2 separate regions of the Anas platyrhynchos genome follow, and region 2 is linked to region 1. The links are chromatin contacts, called in public Hi-C maps. All regions are on one chromosome and are shown on one strand. The core of a region is the stretch at or near the end of the contact, and the rest is flanking DNA. Distances in the headings are between cores, read along the strand shown.

Evidence for each region. Hi-C and Micro-C count contacts between places; a contact is called where the count stands out from the background.
Region 2: a Hi-C map of subcutaneous adipose tissue shows a contact between it and region 1, with 2.5 times the contacts expected there. The contact joins the promoter of SMIM13 here to the promoter of LOC113842743 in region 1. A contact is called at or near these places in 3 of 8 Hi-C or Micro-C datasets (liver, skeletal muscle and subcutaneous adipose tissue).

Annotation. Positions count from the first base shown.
Region 1 is chr2:91,488,774-91,494,480 of IASCAAS_PekinDuck_T2T, reverse strand. LOC113842743 (transmembrane protein 14C) reads right to left here and starts at 3,480. Exons shown (of 4, transcript XM_027451591.3): 1 at 3,292-3,480; 2 at 3,087-3,188; 3 at 1,603-1,687; 4 at 562-1,372. The coding sequence starts at 3,367. The coding sequence ends at 1,315. GCNT2 (glucosaminyl (N-acetyl) transferase 2 (I blood group)) reads right to left here. Exons shown (of 4, transcript XM_072033098.1): 4 at 5,205-5,707.
Region 2 is chr2:91,627,057-91,633,652 of IASCAAS_PekinDuck_T2T, reverse strand. It overlaps SMIM13 (small integral membrane protein 13), which reads right to left and starts at 3,641. Exons shown (of 2, transcript XM_027451574.3): 1 at 3,428-3,641. The coding sequence starts at 3,503.

The sequences.
Region 1 (5,707 bases), core at 2,231-4,730:
GAACAAATGAGGCCCTGCAAGCTATCTAACCTAACAGATCAATCCCACCACTTCCATTGCTCGCAGTACCAGACACCAGAGGTTGTGAACATCAAGTTCAGGCCCTGTGCAGAAAGGGACATAAGACAGATCATACCAGGAAGGGATATATTACCATCCACGCATAGCTCCCAGCTGCGCTGCAAGTTTATATTTAGAATGATTTCAGGCAACAGAGTACTTGTGAGGGAATCATCTGAGCCCTTTAGTCTTTAAATAAACTTTCACTGAGAGTATTTTCCAATCTTAAATAGATTATTTTCTCTCAGAAAAAAAACAACAAAAAAAAAAAACAACAACAATTAAATACTTGTATGAATATATAAAGCAGATGCTTTTTTCCTCTGGCTATACTCCTCCTCCCCAACCAGTTCAGGAAACTTAAAAGTCCCTATATTCAGGGAATGGAACAAGGATAATTTCTACAATTCACATTCACAAATACATGTAGATACTCTACAGAAGAGGTACCAAATTGCATCAATCCAGATGAATGATTAAAGAAAACAGTTACAGAGAATGTAAGTTTGTAATCATAATTTTTTCATTTATTTAGAATAACATTTTAATTCTCATGAAATCCAAGTGCTATGACTACAATTCAGCATTATCTAATGAAGCACATTTTTTATTTCTCTTACCAGTGATAGTATGTAAAAGTGAAATGAATGACATTAAGCAGGGCACTTTTCCTCATGAAAAACTAATTAAGGGGTTTACTTTCACTGTATCACAATAGCAACTTGACAGCCTGCTCCATGATTGTTTTGTGGGCTCTAACGGCCCTAGCAGAAAAAAGGCCCTGACTGACAAACGTGATGAGCAGATAAGCTGTCAGGGAAGTGGGAGGGGAAAGGTGACAGAACAAACACATTTGTTATTGACAGTATTAGCAACAAGTTGGCAACTTGTCTCCCATTGTTTCAGAAGTACAAAGGATTTCAGATTTTAAGTCCACACGTATATTTAAGCCTCATTCCTATCAGCACGCAAAAGCGCCAACAGGCCTCTTTCTACAGTCATCTGCGGAACAAGCATCTGAACTAACCCCACACTCATATTTTCTTCCTTCATAATTTAGATACTGAGATAAGTGCCAGTTTGGAAGACAACACAGGTTCTCGGTCTATGTCCTTTAAAGACAGACCCATGTGCGTTAGGATATGAAAAATACAGTGCACAGTCAGTAGTGCCTTTTCTATTTTGTGTGGTACATTCAGGCAGTTGCATTTCCAGGCTTCTTAATGATCTGCATCAAGTCACTCGAAGATAGGCTTATGGCTTAAGAGGTTTTTCCATCATCTGCAATCCAAGCCGTCCAACCATCAGTATACTGTTGAACAGAATATTTGTTAAAAAAAAAAAAAAAAAAAAGCAAGGGGTAGCAAAAAATCTTAAAAAACAACATGAAAACTTGATATGATTTAATTTAGCTGAACTCCAACATAAGATTTCATTTTTCACAGGACTCACCGTGTAATATTTTTAAACACTATAAGGCATGTATATGTTAAATAAAATGCTTATTCAAAATGTGGACGAGAACAGAAAACAGGTGACTACCTGGCCCCAGCAATCAGCCCAGGCATTGCTTTTCTGGAGTTGTAAAATCTCATTCCCATAACAGCAGACAAGGTTCCAGATGCCACTGATAAAAGAGAAGTGCAGTCAGGACTACGTGAGGGAAGCAGGTCTGAAGCACCAGCACAGCACTGTCAGGGCAACTGGCAGTGCCAAGCAGGCACAAATACACAGGCAGGAATGCCTCCCTCCTCCCCACAGAAGTAAACATTTTCCTTGTTTCTGTTAAGTAGCAGAGCAGCTGAAAGCTTTACAGCAGTTTGGTAAGCATACTCTGCTGCTCACTAGAGATGAGTAGTTCTAATGAGTTAAGACCACTGCCTAAACACCGAAAAACTCTGATCCCCTGTGCAAATTACTAGCTCCCCTTCAATTTCTCCTTATTTGTGCAAGGCGAATGATTACTTCCTTGAATACAGATATCCTCAAAATGGCCAAAAAGGTGGGACAGTGACAAAGATCACCATGGGGGAGCCAAATATTATTACACTGCCCCTTTCTTGGTGACCTTTGGAACTGAAAGGTGGAACTAAATTAATAGTTGCATTTTGACATTAGATTTGAATGCTACGTTCCTACATACATTCATGCAAAAGAAGTTAGCTTTGAACAAGATTAAGAGTCAACAGTAATTATGAGCTACAGTACATTTTTTAATGGCTTAACAACAATAACTTCAGACATAAAACTCCACTTGAAATACGAATTAGCAAATAAAAACAAGCCAAAGGATCAACCTGAAAGAGCAACTAATGTTTTAAACACGATTCCTAATTATTTGATTGTTAACTCTGGAACAAATCCAATCAATACTCACATAAAAAGTTACAGGGCTGCCATTTCTTTGAAGAATAAAGGCAGGTGTTATAAAAACTTCACATTAGTTTCTATCAGACAGGGTAAAATATATCCTCAAGGTACATTTCTGCTCTAAAAAGGAGGTTCTTCTCTCAGAGATTTCCTTATGAGGTAGTGTGACCAATCTAAGCTCAGCTGGAGCCACACCTGCAGCCTTTTGTTTCACCTGAGGGGTTTACTACCAGCTAAACCCACAACTTCTCCTATCATCTGTTGTAAACAAGGAGAGTACATCACCATTCCCTCCTTTGCTTTGGAGGCTTCAGGCTTTCTCCCCTAGCGTGGGACACACTGAAGCACATGCTGTACGGAGATGCCTGTGCACCCCTCTGCAGCCACAGCTCTCGTAGCTGCACCATGCACCTGCATCAGTCTAAGGTGGCATCAAGCCTGGCAGCAGAGGGAGGTGTTTCTCACTGAATTTCCAGCTTCGAGGGGCAGCGAGGTTTCAGAGCCTACAAACCTTACACAGACACCTCCAGCTACGTGCAGGAGGCCCTGCCGCCATTTACAACACCTGCACAAATTAAAAAAAACGCGCTAGAAAAAGCGCTGCTACTCGCACCGCTACCAGGCACGCCTGGTGCAGAAACACAAAGCGCACCTACCGAGAGAAAGCCAGATATTCTTTGGGTCTTGGGCCTGCTGGTAGGCCCCCAACCCCGCCAAACCACCGAAGAGGAGCCCGGCGGCCAGAGACGGGACGCTGCCTTGGGTGAGGGAAGGAGAAAGCCGTTAGCAGGCCCGCGCCCCGAACACACGCATAAATAAACAACCAAATGCACAAATGCAGCTCCCCCGGCCCGCCCCCACCTGCCCGGGCGTAGCCGATGATGCCCCCCGAGGCCACCAGCGCGGCGTAGCCGAGGCCGACCCAGTCGTAGGCCATCGGCGGGCCCGCGGCTACCCCCGGCCGGCCGGGCGGAGCGCAGCGGAGCGCAGGGAACGCAACGGCCGCTGGGCAGCGCCCCGCCGACCTTGCCGCTGGGCCGGGCGGTGCCTGCCCGGCGTCCCGCCCCTGTGTGTAGGGGGGGGGAGGGGACGGGTGACTCTGAGAGAGGCGTTTCTGAGGGCTCCCGAGCTTCGGTGAAGGGGCTTGTGAGGATGCCCGGTGTTCAATAAAGCGGTGTGTGAGGGTGCCCCGAAACAGCGTGGAAGCCACGCGTTAGGCACAACTGGCAGCACGGTGCCTGCAGCCACGCACATGGCGCAGGGCTGAAGGTGCAGCTCCGGCCAGCACAGCACGGGCTGGCCCCGCGGGTGTGCTGCCGTCAGGTCTCAGCCTGGGGTAACTGCTCGCCATCGCACGCCCAGTGCTGCTTGCCCCTTCTGCTGCCTTGTGCCAGGCCGTGCGAGCTAATAACGCCACGGCTCCGCTGTTAAGGCCACGGTGCTGCGTTGCGGGGTGGGAAGTGAGACCCCGGCAGTGCCTGCTGGGACTGGAGAAAGGCTGTATGTTAGCAAGGTGAAAGCCTGGGAAGGAACTCTTAGCTCTCACATCAAAGAGGTACTTAGAACCCTGTAGGAGAAAATTCCACAAGAAGCAGCCCTGTCAGCTCATACATCCCATTGCAGGACTGACTACGGTGCTGTACAACTGTGCACCAGAGCGCTCCATGTCTTGCACCACCACCTACCTGCATTAACGGACTAGTTCAACAAACCCTGGTGATGAGTCCAAGATTTGTCCTAGACTAAGATGACAGCAAGCACGGCGTGATGCAGTGGTGGTATCTCTTCCCTACCTCTCTGATAGAGCATGCCATCAGCTCCTCCAAACTTCCTCGCTTCCAAGCATCCTCTCCTTCCTAGTTCATGTATTGAGTGACAAAAAAAAAATAAAAAAAATAAAAAAAAAAGGAATGCATGCTGCTTCTCTCTCTTTTTTTTTTTTCTTTTTTTTTTTTTTTTTTTTTTAATAGACCGGACATCTGAGATGCTAGGGAATGAAGAAAGGATGATGCAGCATCTAGAAAAAGCACAGAATTTTGCATGGGAATGAAGCAGCTCATACAGCATCAATACAGGCCCAGTCAGCTTTGAGGGGGTGAAACAGCATGGAAAACTTTGCTCTGCTGTTCATACTGATTCAGAAAGACAGTCAAAAGTAGTATTGGAAAGAATTTTTTGTTTGTTTGTTATCACTGTATCTGTAGAAAAAAATGGGGGCAATGTCTGTTATTGATATTCCATAGCACTGCTAATACTGTCAGGTCACACTGATTTAGATGTATTTATTGAGGTCAGCTGTCAGAACCTTTTATTTTAGAATCATAGAATCACAGAATGGCTTGGATTGGAAGGGACCTCAAAGCCCATCCAGTTCCACTCCCCCGCCATAGACAGGGACACTTCCCACCAGACCAGGTTGCCCAAGGCTCCATCAAGCCTGGCCTTGAACACTTCCAGGGATGGGGCATCCACAGCTTCTCTGGGTAACCTGTTCCAGTGCTTCACTGCCCTCTGAATGAAGAATTTCTTCCTAATGTCTAATCTAAACTTACCCTCTCTTAGTTTAAACCCTTCCCACTTGTCCTATCCCTACCCTCCGTAACAAAGAGTCTCTCCCCAACTTTCCTGTAGGCCCCCTTTAGGTATTGGAAGGCCACTGTAAGGTCTCGCTGGAGCCTTCTCTTCTCCAGACGGAACAACCCCAACTCCCTCAGCCTGTCTTCATTTAAAAAGAAAAGAAGCTGATGATTTGCACCCAAAAATCAGTCACACAATGAAAACAAAACGATTTATTTCAAGAAAAACATGACAAAGAGTAGCATTCATTTAAAAACAACAATAACAAACTCGAAATCAAGGTCTCCCAGTAGACTAACCACCTTTGATTTTTTTCCGGGTTCTTTCTATAACCAGTACTACAACACAGTCGTAAAACATCTGTATTTGCTCAGGCTTGGAGCCTTTGATATCTGTGGCTTCAAACTGCCAAACTTATTGCTTCTGCTACTGGGAGATATTTTGCCATTTGCCTGTATTTTCTTGAGTCTGAACAATGAAATGTAACTGAAATGTAACCTTGTTTGTACTCTGTGCTACTTTAAATAGTCACATTAAACTGTGAAATCGTCTTTTATTTGGAACATTTCAATTTGGGGATATTCAGCTAGACAGAACAACCTGGGGGGGGGGGGGGGGGGAGGGGGGGGCAGATTTTGGCTCCAGAACTCTTAGTTGGGCACTTTAAAACTCTTTCTTTAAAAGACTTGTCTCTTCAGCT
Region 2 (6,596 bases), core at 2,392-4,891, 140 kb before region 1:
CTTTCTGATTTGTTACCTTTTCTGATATGTTTAGGTGTACTCGAGTTTATTAAGTCATGGAAGCTAAAGGATTGTTTGTTACCTTTCCTGATTGTACGTATGTATAGGCATACTCGCGTTTAGTACGTAAAGCAATGTTCTGTATATTTAGAATGTTTGATGTTTGTGTGTGCGTGTTGGTGGAGCATAGACTCCCCGCACACCCAGCACTGTTTACTTGCATTTTATACCTTTTAGAAATATTTGTTTTATAAATATTAAAAAACTCAGGTGTTATAAACGAGGTCTCAACTCAATCTATCTCCTTCACTGTGCATAAATTCCTACCAGCAACAAGGAACGCACAAAAGCAATGAGATCACGAGAGAAAACAGAGAAAGGAACTCTGGAAAGATGGCTATAAAGTGGAAGGAAGTTACCTTAGGTCCACTTTTAGAAGAGCAATTGAAAACTAGACATGTTTGTAGTCTCTCAATGGTTTTTATGTCAGATGTGCTCAGTTTTACAAATAGATTTCACTAGCTGCAAGCCTTCAGTGCTTCCTAACAATTCCAGATTAGGATTGGAAATGGCAATTGCAAGCATCCAGAAGTGTGGCGTAATGACCACACAGACACCAGGGTTTCTTTAGGGATCAGTAACTTCAGTAACTTTTATTGAGGACAGGCTTCCTTGTTATACCATTAGCTCTACAAGCGGTACTTTCCCACTAGCTACTCATTAGTTAACAACTTTGCCCTGTAACAGCAAACATTTAGCCACTTCCAAGTCTTAACGGTTGGAGAACAGGCTGTTTGAGACAGCAAGGGTCTCGTGAATCACTTTTCTTTGTTCTTTCTAGCTTGTTTACATTCCTCATGGCTTCATCGTCAGGAATCCCATGTTATCACATCACCAACCATGGGGCTTGTCGACCCCCCTGGCGATACTCCCACACAGCAGCGTTAAACAGAAAAAGAACTCAGGTCACTAACTCAGTGTACTTGTATAGACATAAATGCAAAATTCAGGTATAATCATTTGCTTTTCACATTGCTGACGAACTGGTCCTAATAACTTCTGACAGTTTGTGCATTGAATTTTATCTTTTCACTTCAGAAAAAAAAAAAATAACTGGAAGGAAATTTAACATTATAGGAGGCTTTCATAGCGCTTAGCCCATCACATCTGTGATGAGCAACATAAATTCAGGCAATCCTGGGACATCTCCTGGATATTTTAGTAGATTTTTCTCTGCAAGCATTCACACCATGAGTCCTTTTACAAGCCACTCAAAATACAAGTAACAGCTCATCAGTCTTTGGACCCTGGCAGTCTTCTGAGGCTGTTAAATACCTTTCATCAGATGGCTATAAAATATTCTTATCAGCTTAAGCTTACTCAAGCTTATATCCGGTCATCCTTGTCTCAAGTTTGTCCATTAACTTGTGTGCCTCACTGGCTAGCATTTACTTGTATCCTGGCATACATACAGCACTCATCTCCTTGGGAGACTGGCAGGCTCTCGTTTTACAAATAGAGACCCCCTCAGTACAAAAGTTGGTAAGATGCTGCCTACCACAGGCACAAATAATTTGATTGGAGGTAGTTTATACTAATTTCTCCTAATAGTGGTCTTGATACCACTTTTCCTGAAATAGTTTTCAGTCTTGGCACAAGAACTAGAAGTATCCTTGTACTAACTGATTAGTAAATGCTGTGTAGGACTGGGAAAATACCATTACCAATGCTATATAAATCATACCAAACTTTACCTAGCAGCCATTTCTGTCAGGGTAACAGTTACACCTGCACCCTATATAAACAGCAGATTCCTGCATTTACTACCTTTAAAATCTAGGCACATTTTAGCAATCAATTTATAAACTCTGATACTGTTAAAAACAAGATACAGAGGACAGATGAAGCACAGTGTTCATTAAATCTGAGTGTAGAATACAGAAGTCCAAACTGATAAGTATTTATAAGCCATTTAAAAATAAAGTTATTAACTACTTTTGCTATTTTTAAGCAAGGAAGTACTAAAGAGAAGTTACCAGGCAAAGTTAAAGAGATCCCTCAGCACTTCACACCATTTGTCATACAGAGACAAAAGCAGAAACACCTAGAGAAAATGTTTCTGATTTTGAACAGTATGTTGTAAAGTTATTCTTAGCCTTCAGCATTAATGATCTCTCACGTGTACTCTGACAGCACGGAAAGCCTAGTAAATACATTGCACCTCCAAAAGACAGAAGATGGCCAGACAATATCCACTGAAGACAAGAAACCCATCTCAGAACAGATATCCACCTGTGTCACTGTTCAGTCTGTGACAATGGACAAGAAGGGATACAGGAGAAAAGAGCAAAGGAGCAGGGAAAGCTTACAAGGTGCCTCACCTACCCCCAATAATCTGTATTTCAGATGTTCCCTTACCTTTTAACATTAGTACTAGGGCTTAAACACATTGATGGACCATTTAAAGTTCATAGAAGAAAGATAAGTTTTAGAATCAAAAATATTCTTAATATTCTTCATGAGCTTACCATTTTCCCCTTTCTTTGTGTAAAATAATACTTTCTCCTTTTTTTTCTTTCTTTTTTAAGCCTGATCATTTCCCTTTATATACTCCAATTCCTCTGTAACAAGGAAATGGAACAACCATTCCCTGTTCACCTTTTTCACTCTACTCAGTTTTATAACTATCACCTTCCATCATTCAACTGTTTTCCAGGCTAGACAGCTCTAACCTAGTTAGAATCTCTTCATGCAGAAATCACTGCACAGCTCTCACCGTTCTATGCTTTTAAAAAAAATAATCTGGGAGATCTTTTTCTCTATAAATAAGGTAATGGAAATACACTGAGATACAGGCACGTGATAGGTCCTTGTAGCAATATAATGGCATTTTCTATTTTATATTAAATGTCTTAACATTTGATTTGCCTATGTCGTTTCTACAATGAATTAAATGTATTTCGGAAAGTTTCTTTGAGTGCCTTGATTTAATCCTCTGTTCAGGATAGTAACAGTTCAGTCTGAACCCCTTAAGCTTCTCCACATGATTTACGTATGCACATACCTCTCAGTTCTCAGGGGTGTAACTCCACAGATGTCAATACTGGATTTCACCTGCCGTTTCACTGTCGAGCCCCTTGACGTTACTACATCTTTTCGCGATGCAGTTTTGAGCACAACTCTTTTCAAAAGCATTAGATGCCAGCTGAGCCTTCAGGTCACCCCCCTTGGTTTTCAGAAAAATAAACCCCCCGAGCAGCAGACGCCGGGTGGATTCACATCTCACAGGTCTGCACCGCAGCTGGGCTTGGTGGCGCTTACCCTGCATGCTGGGGCTGCTTTTTGAACCCCCATCCCGACGCCCCGGCCCCCCCACTCAGCACAGGTCCGGGAGGGATTTTCCTCCCCGCGCCCCGCGGCCACTCACCGCACAGCATGAAGAGCAGCACGCAGGCCAGGGTGGCCACGATCACCAGCAGGGTCAGCCCGATGCTCTGCCACATGCTGCCCGCTCGCCCCCCGCGCGGAGGGCAGCTCCGAGGGCTGGCGGAGCCGGGGGGGGCCCCACGCGAGCTGGCGGCGGCGGCGTCGCCCCCCGCCGCTCCGCGGAGCAGAGGCGGGGCGGGCCCTGAGGGGCGCGCGGGGCTCACCGGGAGTCCGAGTTCGGCTCCCGCAGGAGCGCGCAGGCCTCTGCGCGGCGCGGACTACAAGTCCCAGCGTGCCCCGCGCCCTGCCGCCTGTCCCCGCCGCGGGATGGTGTCGCTGCGCCAGCGCCTGTAATGGCCGCCCGAGAAGGGTCCGGCGCCTCAGCGGCTCTGAGGAGGCAGTTCTTCCCCCGCGCTGAGGGAGCCCGTCGTTTTTCTTCACTTTGTCATCGCTGTGCTGGCTTCCCGCTGTTTGATGTGCGCGTTACAGCGGGGGTGCAAATTCCACGGGACCTGTGGTGCTAACACTGCAGCTGCCCTGCCCTCACTAGGGAAATCCGAGGAAATGATAACTGCCAGGAATCGTGAGATAAAGGCTGCGCTCCTCACCGATACAGCCCCACTGGTGCAGACTTTAGCACTTTCACCTTTAGCACTGGAAAAGAAAAGGTTGTGACTTTCCCTTGTAGCATGGGAGACACCGGCTGATGTTCCTAAAACTACTGAAAACGTGTGCTTAAATCCACAAGAGCAGAGCTGTGACTGCCCATGAAGATGTCACCATTGCAGGGGGATGTCGAAGGCTAATCCACTTATCCTTTGTGTTTCTTACATGGTTGATTTTAAAACCTCCCCTTCTAAGTGAAGCTAAAGTTCTTTCTTTTCTTGCTCGTTGAGTATGTCATGTGCCTCCTCCTTTCAGGAAACCTGTAACCTAAAATTACCTGCACTTGTAATCCTCCATTCACATTCTGAAATTTGCTGTCACTTCACCAAATCAGACCAGAGTTCCATCTTCTTATTTTAGACTATTCTCCTATAATTCCAAGCCCTATTTAATACTCTGCCTAACCCACTCATCATGTCTTGCAAGTTTAATTCCACTTGAAACACCTTTTCTGATACTTCTCAATAACTTTGTACTTTGTTAATGCCTCCACATCTTTAAATGTCACTCTAATACTAACCTAAGCAGTTGTTACATGCATACTTATGCAAGGTATCTTCTGTATTGCAAACAAACAGCAAAGCAATAACAGATACTGTATTCGCTTTTGAAAAATAAGTAAGTTCCCTCCTAGCTACAGTGCTGTGTTTCTCTATTTTTTTTTAGTTTTCACAGAGAGTACATTCTCTGGGTATGGAATTGCCACATTCCTGTAAAGTAGCTGTCATATTTGGGGTCTATTAAAAAATTTCATATACATTATCCTACAGTTCCAAACCGGTTTAGTAATAGTAGTTAATTAATTCACATCCCTGAAACACATCAGCAACCATAACTGAAGAAAAAATTATCTTGGAAAACTATTTTGGAATGAAGTCATTTTTGAGTGATAAATATCTATAACAGTGATACCATCCAAAGCAGTATATTACACAATAAAAATGAAAACAGGAAGCAACTAAATTTCTCATATTACACTGCACAGGAAGATGGTCTTTTAATCAACATATGTTCAGTTTGGAAATCCTTAATTGTATTTGTTTAAGTGTGTGTTTCTTCAGAATGTTAAATTTGAATGTGATGGGTCTTCAGGCTTGAATTTAAGGCATCTTGAAATGGTAAATGCTCTTAGTTTAAAAGAACTAGCTCAAAAGGCAAAGCAGATACCATATTTTGGTTGCTCATACTAACTGTTCTAAATCACTTATCTTCTGTTAATTAAAGTGCTCTCAAATTATACTACAAGAAATTTAATTCTCTTATAGAAAGGAAAAACGTGACATGAATATCAGAAAAGCTTCCTAACCACAAGACTTCTCAGGTTGAACAGTAACCACCAAAAGGAGAGAAATGTCCAACCTAGCAGCTGTTACATATTTAGTTAAAAAAAAAAAAAAAAAAAAAGTGATGTACTTAAAAACTTTTTTTATCCCACAAAGCAAATGAAGAGTAAATAGAACAAATAAGCTTCATGAATCATAACTGGCTTAAATCTGAGGAGAACATACAATCCAAAAATTTTCAGAATATCATGATTGAAGCTGAAGCATTTCACCTTCTGCCTAATTTCAACAAGGTTTCTCACCCAGTACACACATGTCCTAACCACAGGGTTAGCTGAGCAGGATTACCTCATTACGTCCTCTGACCTACCAGAAATGTTCTACCTAATGCAGCCCAGTATAACACTCTCCTCTCATCCACTGGGCTAACTACCTTATGTAGAAGGCTATCAGGTCGATTAGACATGATTCTCTGTTCTTAAATCCATGCTAACTACTCACGATCATCTTGTCCTTCGTGTATGTGGAGACACTTCCACAAAGATTTTCTCCATCGTCTTCCCAAGGTTTGAGATAAGACTGCCTGGCCTGTATTTCTCTAGGTCTTCCTCCCTGAAGATAGGAGTGACATATGCTCTCTTCCAGTCTGCCGGAATCACTCCCAGTCACTAGTACATTTCAAAGACAACTAAGAATTACTAAGAATTACCTCACAATGACATCATCCAGCTCTCTCAGCACTCATAGGTACAACCTATCGGGCCCCATGGACCTATGTATATCCAGTTTGTTGAAGTGCTCCCTAAGATGGTCCTCCTTTACTGCCGGCAAGTCTTCCATGTTCCACACTTTCCCTCTGGTCTCAGTGGCCTGGGATTGCTGGAGACCAGTATGAATGCAGTACTGAAATTGCCATCAACAAGCACATAAAAAAGACTGTGTAGCATAATTGTTGAAGCAGTTAAATTCAAGTTCACATCCTCACAGGCACAGTCAAGGGGTAACACTGTGGATGTTATACTTTAACCAAGTTGTGAGATAACAGGAGAAACACTTCCTTCTCTAATCATTTGGTGAATATAGTCTTTGTTATCCCGTGTTTCCTAATAAATAAAACCTTTCATGTGGATCATGTGGAACACATTGTGTAAAATGAAACATATATGCAGATTCCATCTAAATAATAATAAAAATAAAATGGAAACATTATATATACTTTAT